3 separate regions of the Mus musculus genome follow, and regions 1 and 3 are each linked to region 2. Evidence: chromatin contacts called from public Micro-C and promoter capture Hi-C data. All regions are on one chromosome and are shown on one strand. Each heading gives the region's core, a stretch centred on a gene start, on an enhancer-like site or on the middle of the called end of the contact. The rest is flanking DNA. Distances are from core to core; before and after follow the strand shown. Region 1 holds the start of Wwp2 (WW domain containing E3 ubiquitin protein ligase 2). Region 2 holds the start of Smpd3 (sphingomyelin phosphodiesterase 3, neutral). Region 3 holds the start of Exoc3l (exocyst complex component 3-like).

What was found. Promoter capture Hi-C pulls out the DNA fragments that hold promoters and counts their contacts. A called contact is a pair of places that touch in the nucleus more often than the background predicts.
Region 1: a Micro-C map of embryonic stem cells shows a contact between it and region 2, with 8 times the contacts expected there. The contact joins the promoter of Wwp2 here to the promoter of Smpd3 in region 2. A contact is called at or near these places in 1 of 39 promoter capture datasets (hippocampal neurons) and 1 of 484 Hi-C or Micro-C datasets (embryonic stem cells).
Region 3: a promoter capture Hi-C map of pre-B cells shows a contact between it and region 2, with 2.9 times the contacts expected there. The contact joins the promoter of Exoc3l here to the promoter of Smpd3 in region 2. A contact is called at or near these places in 4 of 39 promoter capture datasets (the C10 cell line, hematopoietic stem and progenitor cells, liver and 1 more) and 1 of 484 Hi-C or Micro-C datasets (B cells).

Annotation. Positions count from the first base shown.
Region 1 is chr8:107,433,444-107,437,644 of GRCm38.p6, reverse strand. Wwp2 (WW domain containing E3 ubiquitin protein ligase 2) reads right to left here and starts at 1,275. Exons shown (of 24, transcript NM_025830.4): 1 at 1,204-1,275.
Region 2 is chr8:106,335,345-106,339,459 of GRCm38.p6, reverse strand. Smpd3 (sphingomyelin phosphodiesterase 3, neutral) reads left to right here and starts at 1,495. Exons shown (of 9, transcript NM_021491.4): 1 at 1,495-1,648. 4930506A18Rik (RIKEN cDNA 4930506A18 gene) reads right to left here. Exons shown (of 3, transcript NR_126091.1): 3 at 3,706-4,115.
Region 3 is chr8:105,293,506-105,297,427 of GRCm38.p6, reverse strand. It overlaps Exoc3l (exocyst complex component 3-like), which reads left to right and starts at 1,315. Exons shown (of 14, transcript NM_177788.5): 1 at 1,315-1,522; 2 at 1,722-1,802; 3 at 1,993-2,168; 4 at 2,244-2,463; 5 at 3,567-3,922. The coding sequence starts at 1,769.

The DNA.
Region 1 (4,201 bases), core at 26-2,525, 1.1 Mb before region 2:
CCCAAGTCTTCAACTCCTAATATATTAATGCAAAGTGCTTTTTCCCCCCTAGCGACCTGTGATTCTGGCTCCTGTCAATGTCCCATTTGAACCCTGACCTTCGTTGCATTCATAAACTTTGCTTCACTTCTGCAAACCTTAGCAAAAGTGAAGGGAAAAGAGGGTGGCCTGTTTGTTTATTTAGGCTGGCTTGGAACTTGGAGCCATCTTCAGGCCTAGGCCTAGAGGATGAAGAATCTTAAGATGGGTATTTTTAACCTCAAAAACTACGATCTAGGTCACAGTTCTAAGGAACACAAGAGAAACTTCTCAGTCACCCCACCTAGTCACAGCTGGTCAAGATAAGCAGTCACATGGTAAAGGAAGCTGCATAATTTAAGCTTGAGAGGTCTCAAATCGGTATGGGCAGACTTTCAACTGTCCATGACTTCAGCAGTCAATGCGTTGCTGAGGTAACGCCGGCCCAGGTCGCCAACAACAGTGTAGGTTAAAAGTCTTGTTATGATCACAGCAAAGCACCTACACGTCTTTTTTTTTTTTTTTTTTTTTTTTTTTTTGGTGGCCTCCAAGATGACCCGATCCGGGAGCATCTCAAAGAAAGACGATCTGATGGGCAAGGTTCCCAACAAGTGGAAACCCTACCCAAACAGGGCAAAGTGGGTGTGACCAGAGTCAGACGATCAAGACTCAGGGATCCCTCCTGAAGTTTAAAGAACTGAACAGAACCGGTATCAAAGTCCCGGATCGCCATCCTTTTTAAAGAGGACGGAAGGAAAAAAGACTCTTGGAATGGGGTCCAGGCCGCATCGTCCAGATTTTTTTCTCCCTGTCCCTACAAGCCAGACGCCCACTCCCAGGCAGCCCCTTCCAGGGAGCAAATGAGTCTTCCCCGGCTGAGGTCGGGCCCCCTTCCCAGACAGACACGGCTCCTCCGCACCGCAGGCACCCGGGGCTGGGGGTCTCCTTCCGGAAGCGCCACCAGCGGGCGACTCCCGCCGGGCCCCGCGCCCACCCCGCCCGGGCGCGAGCCGGGACATCCCTCCTCGGAGGCCGGAACCGCGCGCCAGGCCCCTCCCACAGGAAGCCGCCGCCCCCCGGCGCCCGCCCCGCGCCGCCCCCGGCCCCTCGCGCCGCCCGCCGCCCCCTGGCTGCCCCGCGCCGCCCGCTCGCTGCCGAGCCCCCCAGTGCCCCCGCGCCACCTACCTGCCGCGGCCACACCAGCGGCGCCTAACTCCGCTCCACTTCCGCCTTCCAGCGCCCGCACTCGGGCCGGGTCACGTGGGCGTGCGCGGTCACCTGACCCGGAAGAGGCTGGCCGGGGCGCGCAGGTGCGGACCACCTAGGACCCGGGCGGCGAGCGTTTGACCCGCTCAGGGCCGGGATTGCAAGGATCACCCGGGCTGTGCCCGAGCAAACGTATAAAATAAGGGCTCACCGGGCCCCGGGGTCTTTATGTATGCCTTTGGAAGCAAGTACAGTTGTTTTCCCGCCATGGTACAGGTGGGAGAAGACCATCCGATCAGTTAAGTCAAGTCTTGAAGGAGTTGCTGGATAAAAAACAGTACGCTCCCCCCCTCCAAACTTGAGTGTCAGATAAACCGTGTAACTCTAAGCATGTCCCCAAATTTGCAAAGGATGTTTTGGTACCACAGATGTATACTGATCAAACTTGAGCATCCCATGTAATGTCGTTAGCTTGTGCCAACTCTGTAAGGCCTTGTTCTCAGTTCTAGAAGTATAAATGCCCTGGCCTTTGTAAGGCATCTGTTGTTCCAAGAAGCAAAACTGGAAAGAGGGACGGGAGTGGAGCATGGGACATGACACACGACAACCTGACACCCTTTCAAAACTTCCGGAGTCCCTACGTGTCTTCCCCATGGGGAACCAACTCCCATCCCCCCCCCCCCGCTCCCCTCCCCTACGGAGTAAACTGAACATTATGAATTAACAAACAGGGAATCTATGTAAGTAACCCTGGCTGACCTGGAACCCAGCGCTGTCCTTGGCCACCTGATTCCTGGCATTGTAGACATACCTCACCGTAGCCTGGACAACAGAAACTTTCTGGGTTTTGCAAGATTGACAGTTGAACGTGACTAGTCCAGGGCGTCCCAACTGACCTATGTTCCCAGCCATTTTGCTTCCTTTCTGGTTTTTATTTGGAACAGGGTCTTATTTTAAATGCTCCAACTGGCCAAGAACTTTTAATTCCATTGCCTTAGCTTCTGAGTAGTTAGGATTACCAGTTTATACCATTGGGGTGGAGGGTTAGGGGTGAGAGAGGAGACAGGTGGGGCAAGATTTTATGTAACCTAGGCTGGCATCCACCACCGAGTTAATTGTTCTGATTACCTGGATTTTTGTTGGGTTTTTGTTAACTGAAATATTACATTTTCATTTGTATTTTATTACATAGATGTTTCTCTTGAAGTGTATCTGTGTACCACCTGTGTGTCCGGTGTCTTTGCTGTGGGGTATCTACCAAGAGAAAGTCTTTATTAGCCACCCTGTGACTACACTGGGTGTTCAGGATCCCTGTGTAGTATCAAGCCTTTCTCGGGGCGAGGTTTTAAGCGCAAAATTCGCGTCCTGGGTCGACATGCTCCAGTTAGCAGAAACAGCAACAGAACTACAGAAGCCAAAAGGCGAGATGAATGCATCTAGAGACTTTCCCAGAACTGGGGACTTTGGTGGATTATGTCTCTGTTTTCTTTCTTTCTCTCTTTCTTTCTTTAAGATTTTATTTATTTATTATTATAAGTACACTGTAGCTGTCTTCAGACACACCAGAAGAGGGCGCCAGATTCCATTATGGGTGGTTGTGAGCCACCATGTGGTTGCTAGAATTTGAACTCAGGACCTTCGGAAGAACAGTCAGTGCTCTTACCCGCTGAGCCATCTCACCTGCCCCCCCCCCCCCCCCCCCGTCTCTGTTTTCATGTTGGCAGGTGGTGCTGTCTGTGTGCTGAGTTTTATGGCCACAGTGGTACTTCCATCATGGAGTCAGTTCGTAGTGAATGAGTCAAGTCATGGACTCACCCTACTCTGAAGAGGTGTAATTGGCCAGACAGTGGTGTATACCTTCAGTCCTAGCACTCAGGAGGCAGAAGCAAGGGAATTTATGTGAATTGAAGGCCACCACTGGTCTACAGAGCAAGTTCCAGGACAGCCAGGGCTACATAGAAAAGCTCTGTTTCAAAAAAAGAAAGAAAGAAAGAAAGAAGTGTAGTTGGTCCTAAGGACCATTAATTTTACTGGACAGATACACTGATAGGTAACCGGCCACATAATTTAAGATGCACGGCCCTATCATTCCGCCAATCAGAATGAGAATTAAAGATCCATCCAGTGCTGATAACAGACTAGTTAGCCAGGGGACCAAGAAGATAGAGACAGGTACTATTTGATTTATGTCTTCATCTGTTTTTCTTTTTGAAGTTTTCCTCTACATGACAAGACTTTTTTCCTAATTACTCTTGATCAATTACCATTAAAAAAACGACAGGTCTTCCCCCAAGCCATACATAGATAGTTTCCTTTATCTCCTAAGAAGTATGTCCAATTCTCTCCAATTTTATATGAGCATTCCTTCAAGGGAATCCAACTGTTGTTTTAATTCAGACATGGAAAATTTTAATACCTCTAGATCCTGATCAACCTGTCTACTCAGCTTGGAAAACATCAGAAAAGGCACATTTAGTCAAACCGTTAGTACATGGCCACCAGGTAGGCGCAGAGCCCCAATAATATTGCTGTTGTCCAGATGAGTTAGCCCACAAGGCAGAATAGCAGACATCAGAATAAGGGCAAGTGCCTTGATGAAAGGCTTAGGATATTAGACAAGTTCCTGTCCCTTGTACGCCCTTTAACACTACTCTGAGCTTTCCCCATCCCACTTTCATCAGTCAGTGGGCTGACAGTCTGATTTCTGGCTGGGGATGATGGCCTCTATCCCAGGGTCCCTTCCTGTGGCATAGAGTCAGATTCCCCAGGCCTTCCCTGTTTTTCAAAGGTCGGAATCTTTCTTAAGGGATTTTTCAGGAAGCCTCAGTCCCACAACTCTTAATTTTTGCAGTGGGAGGCTTGAGAGATGGCTCAGCGGTTAGGTTAAGAGCACTGGCTGCTCTTCCAGAGGTCCTGAGTTCAATTCCCAGCAACCACATGGTGGCTCACAACCATCTGTAATGGGATCTGATGCCCT
Region 2 (4,115 bases), core at 246-2,745:
TAAAATAGAGGAACTGGTGACATTTAGTGGGGGAATTGACAGGAATAGCAGGCACAAATATATTTCTCTAGAACCACAGTAGTAGAAAGACCCTGGGACATTCAGACAAAATCCCAACCAATCCTAAAAGTATGAATGGCATTTAAACTTTTTTTTTTCAACCAGTAGCATCCTTCTAGTGAACATCTTTAGGAGTGGGAAACACCTTAGAAAATAAACATTTTTTGAAGGTGTATGCTGAAATCAGATAAACCGCTGTTCATTTTCAATAACTATAGGTAAATCTCAGCATTTGTTGAGTGCCTCCTGTATGTCAGAGGTTGTAGACACGGAACTATAAATATGAATAATACAGGACTTGCCTCTGCTTTATAAGTTTAGTTTCATGAGGAAGCTGGGTGTGTAAACATGCAAATCAAATAGGGGAAGTAGAGGCTGACAGACACAGAAGATGTGCAACACTCGGCAGAACATCAAGGAAGTCGTCACACATCAAGGCAACATTTAAACTGGGGCTTAAAGGATGTTGAGGAGTTGGAGGACGGCATGATGGAGGGGATCAGAGGAAGAGAGAAAAATCAGTACTCAAGGCTTGCCAGTTTCCAAAGTTCAGAACGATGCAAACGAGAGTGGAGTCCAATTCTCAAGGGACTTTCCAGCTTTGCTGTGAAAAGTGGATTTGATCCCAGAGGCCCGAGGAAGCCTGTGAAAGGTTTTAGGCAGAAGCAGCTCACTCTACCAGAAAGTACTGAAGGAGAGACTGCAAAAATGTGGGGACAAGAAGGAAAGGTCCTAGTGGCGCAAGGAATGTGGCCAGAAGAAAAAAAACAAAAAAAAAAAAACAAAAAAACAAAACAAAACAAAAAAAACAAACAAACCTTCAGTGTCAGAATTAAGGAAAAAATATAAAAGTTCAGATTGAGGTGTGAAGGTCTCCTCCAGTATCCTTTATCTCTGGTGGGGAGGAACCAAAGCGTCTCGCTCTCGATTGGCTCCACCGAGTGTTGCAGCGAGGCCGTCTCGTTACCTTTCTTCCTAGACAGGGAAACTGAGGCCCAGGGTCCTCAAGTAGAAACAGAGAGAAAAAGATAACCGAATCCGTCTTCCAAGACGCTAACCACAGATCACATGTGGTCTTGCAAGGGTCCCAAGGCCTGCCCCACTTCCCCATCCCCCATTCCCCAAGGGGCTGAGTTTGCTATGGAAACAGTCCTCCCACCCTCCTCCGCGCCTAGGGCTCCTCAATGCACTCTGGGAAATGTAGTCCATTTGTTTACAAGCCCGCGGCACGAGCCCACTCCACAGCCCTAAGAGACTACATGTTCCAGCAGGCAGAGCAAACACTTGGGCGGTCTCTGGGGGCGAGGTCCCAACGGAGGGACCGGAACCTCCCAATAGGCAACCTCCTGGGCGGATCCTGCGTCTCCATTGGCCAGAGCAGCTCGCGGGAGGCGGGGTCAGCGGAATGAGGCGCGGAGCTGTTCGCCGCTCCAGGTGCTGAGTCCGAGGGAGGCTCCGGATGCCAGAGCCGCGGTCGCTGTAACCATCGCCGCCGCGAGAGCCGTCTCTAGGAAGCCCCGGTCGCGAGGAGCTGGGAGGCGCCGCGTGCGCTGCCCCGCACCGAGCGCCCTCCTGTGCGCCACCTGAGGTGGGTGCTAAGGACTTGCTTTTGTTTTATTGAGGAGAGGGGGGCCTGGGGAGTTGATGGGACGTGTCCTCGCCGCACTTAACACCATCTGTCCGTGGAGCTGGAGGGACTGACTGCGGGCCTCTTCGTGGCCCAGGGCCTGAGGTCGGAGCAACCTCGGCTGGGTTTTGTCGTATGGTGAAAGAGCTTCTTGAGTGTAAGGGATGAAGGGCTGGAAGACCCTCTCTGGTCTCTCGTAGGAGAGCGTGAAAAAGGCTTGGAGTCTCCCTTTTCCTGCGCCTAAAGTCAAGGCTGCTTGGGTTGTTGAGGATGGAGGGACTGTTCTGGGATGAGAGGTTTGGAGATAGAGGGACCCTTCCTTACAACACCCCAGCTCGAGGCTGCAAACAGGCTGCAAACAGGGATTGGGATGTGACTGATGAGACACCTCCCCTCCTCTTAGACTCTCCTAGGTTTCGAGTTGTTAGGGAGACCCTTCCCTTTGCCCTCCTTTACATCCAGGCTCTCCCCTTATGACTTGCTCACAGTTGGGTTCTTTGTGGGATATTTGTTTTTGGGAATGGAGAAAGTGAAGGGCTGCAGGACTCCTCCCCACCCTGCTCCAAGCACTGATGGATGCTTGGGTCTTCTGTGATGGAGCCGCACCTAAGGTCTGAATAGCCTGGGTGTGGGAGGTGGGTAGAAGTGAGAGTCTGAGGTACCCCTCCCTACCTGGATCTTATTTCCCAGGCCCTCTCCACCTAGATCCAGGTCCCAGGCAGTAGAGAGTGGAGATCATCTCTCTTGCTCCGCCACACCCCGGGAATTAGAGCTCCAGCACCACGGCTAAGAGTCTAGATGGGCACCTGAGGGAAAGGACCCAGTGGTCTCCCTCTCCAGCAACCCGCAGCTCCTCCGCGTTCGCGGATCCTGGAGGGATGCTCCGCTGCATGCCGAGCGCGCTCCAGATCTGGACGCCGAGATCTGGTACCCTGCGAGCAGGGGTTGCTCTCAGGTGCCCGGCTTTCGCGCTCTGCCCAGGCATCCACGGGAGGACAAAGCGGCGGTGGCGGCACTGGCAGGCGTGCAGGGCTGGACTGCGCGAGGGGCGCGGCTGAGGAAGGGGGGCTTCGGGCGCGGCACGGGTAGCTTCCACGGAAACGTGCTAGGAGAAGAGAGAGCGAGAGAGACAAAGCGCGCTCGCTCCTCGCGGGCCCGCGCGAGCCGGGATGGAAAATCCCGAGGGAGGAGGTGGCTGTGCTGTGCTGGGTCCTGTGCCATACACTCTTCTCTGTCCCCACCTTCCAACCCCACTGCCAGTCCTGCCCCAAGAATGCGATGGGATTGATGGTTACTAGAGGCAGGACTTGTGACCACGAGGACAGGGATGACCAGGGACTCTACCTTGCAGTTGAGGGGATCTGAAGAAGCATGCTGACTAAACCCATTCAACCTCATGCCCTATCAGCTATATTAGGACAAATTTGGTTTTGTGGCTAGATGTGATTTTTATTGATAGTGGTGTGTGGGGCAGAGCGTGAGTGAAAATGTGACTGGATGAATGTGTCTGTCCATGCTCCAGTATTCACGCGTGTGCCTTGCTGTGGTGAGGCTATGCATATGGCTGGGGGAGGGGTGGGAAGAAGGAGGAGGAAGAGGAACCAAGCTTAGATGTAGAAGGTAGCAAGACAGTTATCCTTTTAACTCTCAAGTCACAGTTGCTGACCTAAGGTTCAACTTCAGGATGAAGGCAGCTTTAAACTGCCTCGGGTCCAACCTGAAGGACTGGCTATATTCCAGTCAGTGAAACTTCACAAGAATGTGACACCCTCTTTAGCCCTTTGGGCACCCAAATCTGACCCTGAAATCTTTATCAGTCCTCATTCCCTGGAGCACCTTATCATGCTGTAGGGGGCTGCCCTAATGACCAAAACCTACCTTATCACAACCACTGGCTGCCAAGGAAGATTTGGGAAGTCTGTCAATAGAGGCTGGAAGGGGTATATGAGCAGAGCTGGTAGAGCTACAGGGATATTACCAGTAATTGGTCACAAATGGAGACTCAGAAACACCAGGTACAAGCCAGTAATGGTGGCCACAAGCCTATAATCCCGCACTTGAAAGGTTGAGGCAGGAGGATTGCCACGAGTTAGAGGTCAGCCTGAACTATATAATGAGACTCTGTCTTAATATTCCTAGAAGATGAATGCAGCCCTCTCAGCCTTATTAGTCCCAGCCACTGACCTAAGTTTCCCTACCACCATCGCTTTTACCACAAAGTTTTTTCAGGTCGCTTCAAGATTATCTCCTTCACATAAATTAAGGGGATAGATTATGGACTGTGAAAGAACCAGGCAGTGGAAACTCCAGTCAGCCAAGCCTACCTGATCCTTTTCCCTAAAGTGTCCACTGCCAGCATCCACAGTGACCTCTGCTGGAAGGAAGTCAAGCCAAAGCACAAATTGACAACCACTACTCCCCTGTAGGC
Region 3 (3,922 bases), core at 66-2,565, 1.0 Mb after region 2:
CACCCGACTCTTCCTTGCTAAGCTGCTTCTAGACTACTAACTGCCTGAACATTCCATCCAGGGAAGGGAAGCCATAAGCCACAAGCTTAGCCTATTTGCTTAAAACTTATTCTAAAGGCTTCCCTGATGTTCAGAGATAATTCCTGCTGTTCCTGTTACTTCCTGCCAAAACAGCAAGCACTAACAATAAATAGCTTGCATACTTCTATCTCTTATTTCGTTCCAGCATCATTTTTCGCTGGCCTCCATGCTACATACAGTTCACAGTGGCCAGGAGTCTTATTTCCAACCACTACTTAGTCCATGCAAAGGTGTTTGCCTGCGTGTGAATATAAGCAAAGCCTTTAAGGCATTTTCTGACACATGGGAAGAACTGTGTGTTTGCAAGTCTCATTTATTTTTGCAGTTTTTAAAGGTTTATATTATTATTATCATCATCATCATTATTATTATTGTGTGTGTATGTGTTTATGTTTGTCCACATGTGTGCAGGTGCTCAAGGAGGTTTAGAAGAGGGTGTCAGATCTCTGGGAGCTAGAGTTAACAGGCAGTTATTATTAGCTGCCGTGTAGGTGCTGGGAACTGAAGCCCTGTCCTCTGCAAGAGGAGCAAGTGCTCTGAGCCTCTGAGCCATCTTACCAGCTTGCAAGTCTTATTTATTTTTAACAGTGTTATCACTTATGGTTATGTCTTTATGACGGTCAGTCCCTCTAGGACACAAATTGCCTTCCCCAAATTGATTGATGATTCACACTTGTGAGAAAGCAGACTTCGGAAGCTCTAGTTATAATGGAGCCTGAAGTTGGGGTAGTCTTCCTGAGGTCTTAGCTGTCAACCCTTCTGACAGTAGGAAGTGAGGGTCTATTATGATGGGTGGATTTGGGTGGTGCTCCATTATATCTAGTGTCCTCCCTAGCTCCCCATCACTTACAGGAACAATGTAGCTTTTTGGATCCCTAACTGCCATCTCTCACTATTCTTTTGCCTCACCACATGTGATCTTTCCCCTACCAAGGCATATACCATCTGTGGTTCTCAGACTCGACTGCGGTTTGCTGAGGCTCTACCACATAGGGGGTCATCCTTCAAACCAGCTTGAGGCCAAATCAGCTTTAAATATGCATATGTGTTTCCGGAGTATTTAGAAGTCTAAGGTGGGCTGATCAAGACTTGGTGCTCACCGGGGGAGTCCACAGCTGCCCCCACCCAACAGGAAATGGCGCCCAGCGCTCCCCACCTCAATGCAGATGCTTTTCCTGTTGGGAATAAAGTGCCAGAGACTCAACTTCCTTCCTTTCTGCTTTGAAGGAGGGGCCTTGGGGGAGAAGTAGGGGTTTCTGGGCCGTGAAGTGGGAGAGAGGCTTCCTTGGGGAGAGGAATTTGGCTGCTGGTGCCAAAGGAGCTGGAGTCCCTCCGGTCCCGTGAGCAGTGAGGGTGTGCCCAGCTCTGCAGGAGCGAGAAGGCTACTCTCAAGGCCAAGGCCACTTGCAGAGGAGGGAGAACTGGACACCGGTCAGATCTGGTAAGTTCTGTACCAAACTATCCTGGGCGTTACAGAGCAGGAAAGGGGACTTACAGTTTTGCCTATTTGCATAGTCCAAGCCAGAGGACTGAGGCCTCCCAGGTATCCCCTTCTTACTTCCTGAAGGGGGTAGGCAAGGACCCTGCTCCTCTTTCTCAGCGGAGCCCAAGGAACATCCGCTCTGCCTGATCTCCTCCAGGCACTCGCTCCCACTCCTACCACATCGGCAGCAGCTCTAGGCAAACTATGGACAGCAAGATACAGCCCACACTTCGTCCTGGTATGAGCCTCGTTGGCTGGGCTTGGGGAAGGATGATGTCAAGACAAATGGGAATTAGTGGGGTTGGGTTTTCCCGTCAGGTCTAGCTAGAGCTCTATAGGATTGCCAAGAGTGGGGCTGTCCCGAGGAAACAGAAGAGCAGCAGGTGCGTTAGCCACAGGCCCTCCCTGACTGACACAACCAACCCCAGGATCTTCCTGCCCAAGGCCTGAGTGGCCAGAGCAGGAGAGGGCCGAACAGCTGGCTCGGGGTGCAGCACTCAAGTGGGCTTCAGGCATCTTCTACCGGCCAGAGCAGCTGACCAGGCTGGGCCAGTACCGAAGCCGTGAAATACAGCGTAACTATTCCCTGGAAGCAAGAATTAAGGTGGGTGAGGAGCAGGAGTGTTAGACTGGGCTGGAGGGCTGGCCAGGCCTTAGGAGCGGCTACCTCTCTCCACAGTCAGTGGTGCAGTCCTACCTGGAAGGTGTGCAGACTGGTGTGTGGCAGCTGACCCGAGCCCTCGAGGCTGTGCAGGGAACTCGTGAAGCTTTGAGCCAGGCCCATCACTTACTAAAGGGTTTGTCTCGGACCTCACAAACCCTGGAACCCCTGAGGGAATGTGTTGTCCAGCACAAACAACTTCAGATCCTGACTCGGTTGTTGCCAAGGCTACAAGCAGGTGAGTGGGGGCGGGGAAAGCGGAGGTGGAGAGCCCTGGACTTTAGCTTCTAAGAATCCACAAATCCCATTCTGATCAGCAGCTGGGGCACTAGGAAAGGGATTACATGGAGAGAGACACCAGGGACATCCCAGAGAATAATCCCAGCTTCAAAGAGTGTGAGAAATAGGCGCAGTCGCCTCATCCTGGGCTTCTCAGGCTTGGGATGTTAAAGTCAGCACGGGAATTCCATGAAGTGGCTATAGCCACAGTAGTTTACTTACTGAAAGAACGTTGGCTGTAGCTCTGGTAGAGCATGTGTTTAGTATGTGCAAGGCCCTAAATTCAATCTCAGGCATCACCCCAAATAACACATATATACAAAGTACAATACATACCTGCATCCATACATATATACATCAATGTACACACACATACATAACAATACATATGTAGTTATGTTTGTAAGTATTTCATAACAAGATTGGCAAATAGCAACCAGCATGGCCTTCCATTTATTTTGTCTGCCTGTAACATTTTTTTAAGATTTATTTATTTTTTATTTATACGAGCACACTGCAGCTGTCTTCAGATACACTAGAAAAGTGCATCGGATCCCATTACAGATGGCTGTGAGCCATCATGTGGTTGCTAGGGATTGAACTCAGGACCTCTGGCAGAACAGTCAGTGCTCTTAACGACGGGGCCATCTCTCCAGCCCTGTAACATTGTTTTTAAAGATTACTGTAAGTGAGTGTTTGAGTGCCTGGTACATGCAGGGGTCAGAAGAGGACTATGATGGCCTGGAACTAGAGTTACAATTGTGAGCTGCCACATGGGTGTTGGGAATCATAGCCAGTGCTCATAACCACTGAGCCATCCATCTCTCCAGTCGGCCACCCACCTCCCCGGCATGCTTGATTTCATGGTCTGTTGGTTCAGGGGTTAACATATGGCCCAACTCTATAGGCCTTAGCCTGGATGTTCAGATGACCCGACGCAGTACCATGCTTATTATTAAATAGTTAATACATCACACCAGTCTCCAGACCTCAGTGTCCCTTGCTGTACCCATAGCCCAGATGGGAAGGCTGAGACCTCAAGCCGTCTCCTTTCTTCCTTAGTGCCGGCTACAGTGGCCCACACGCAGACCCTGATAGACTCTGAGCGACTCTTGGAGGCATATGTGAGCCTGCGGGAACTAGAGCAGCTGAAAGAGGAGACACTGGCACCCCTAGGAGGTCTGGAGTTGCCAATCTTCCAGGGGCTAGGCCTTCTGGCTGAGGCCCTAGGCCAAGCTGTGGAGGCGGCTGCAGGAGCTGCGGGGCGGCTGGCACGAGAGGACCCAGCCCTGCTGGTAGCTGCTATTCGTGTGGCAGAGGTGGAGACTGAGCGCACAATCCTGGGGCAGGCACCCCGAGACTGGCGGCAGCGATGTCTTCGGGCGCTACAGGAGGGCCTGGAGCGGGTCCACTTTGCA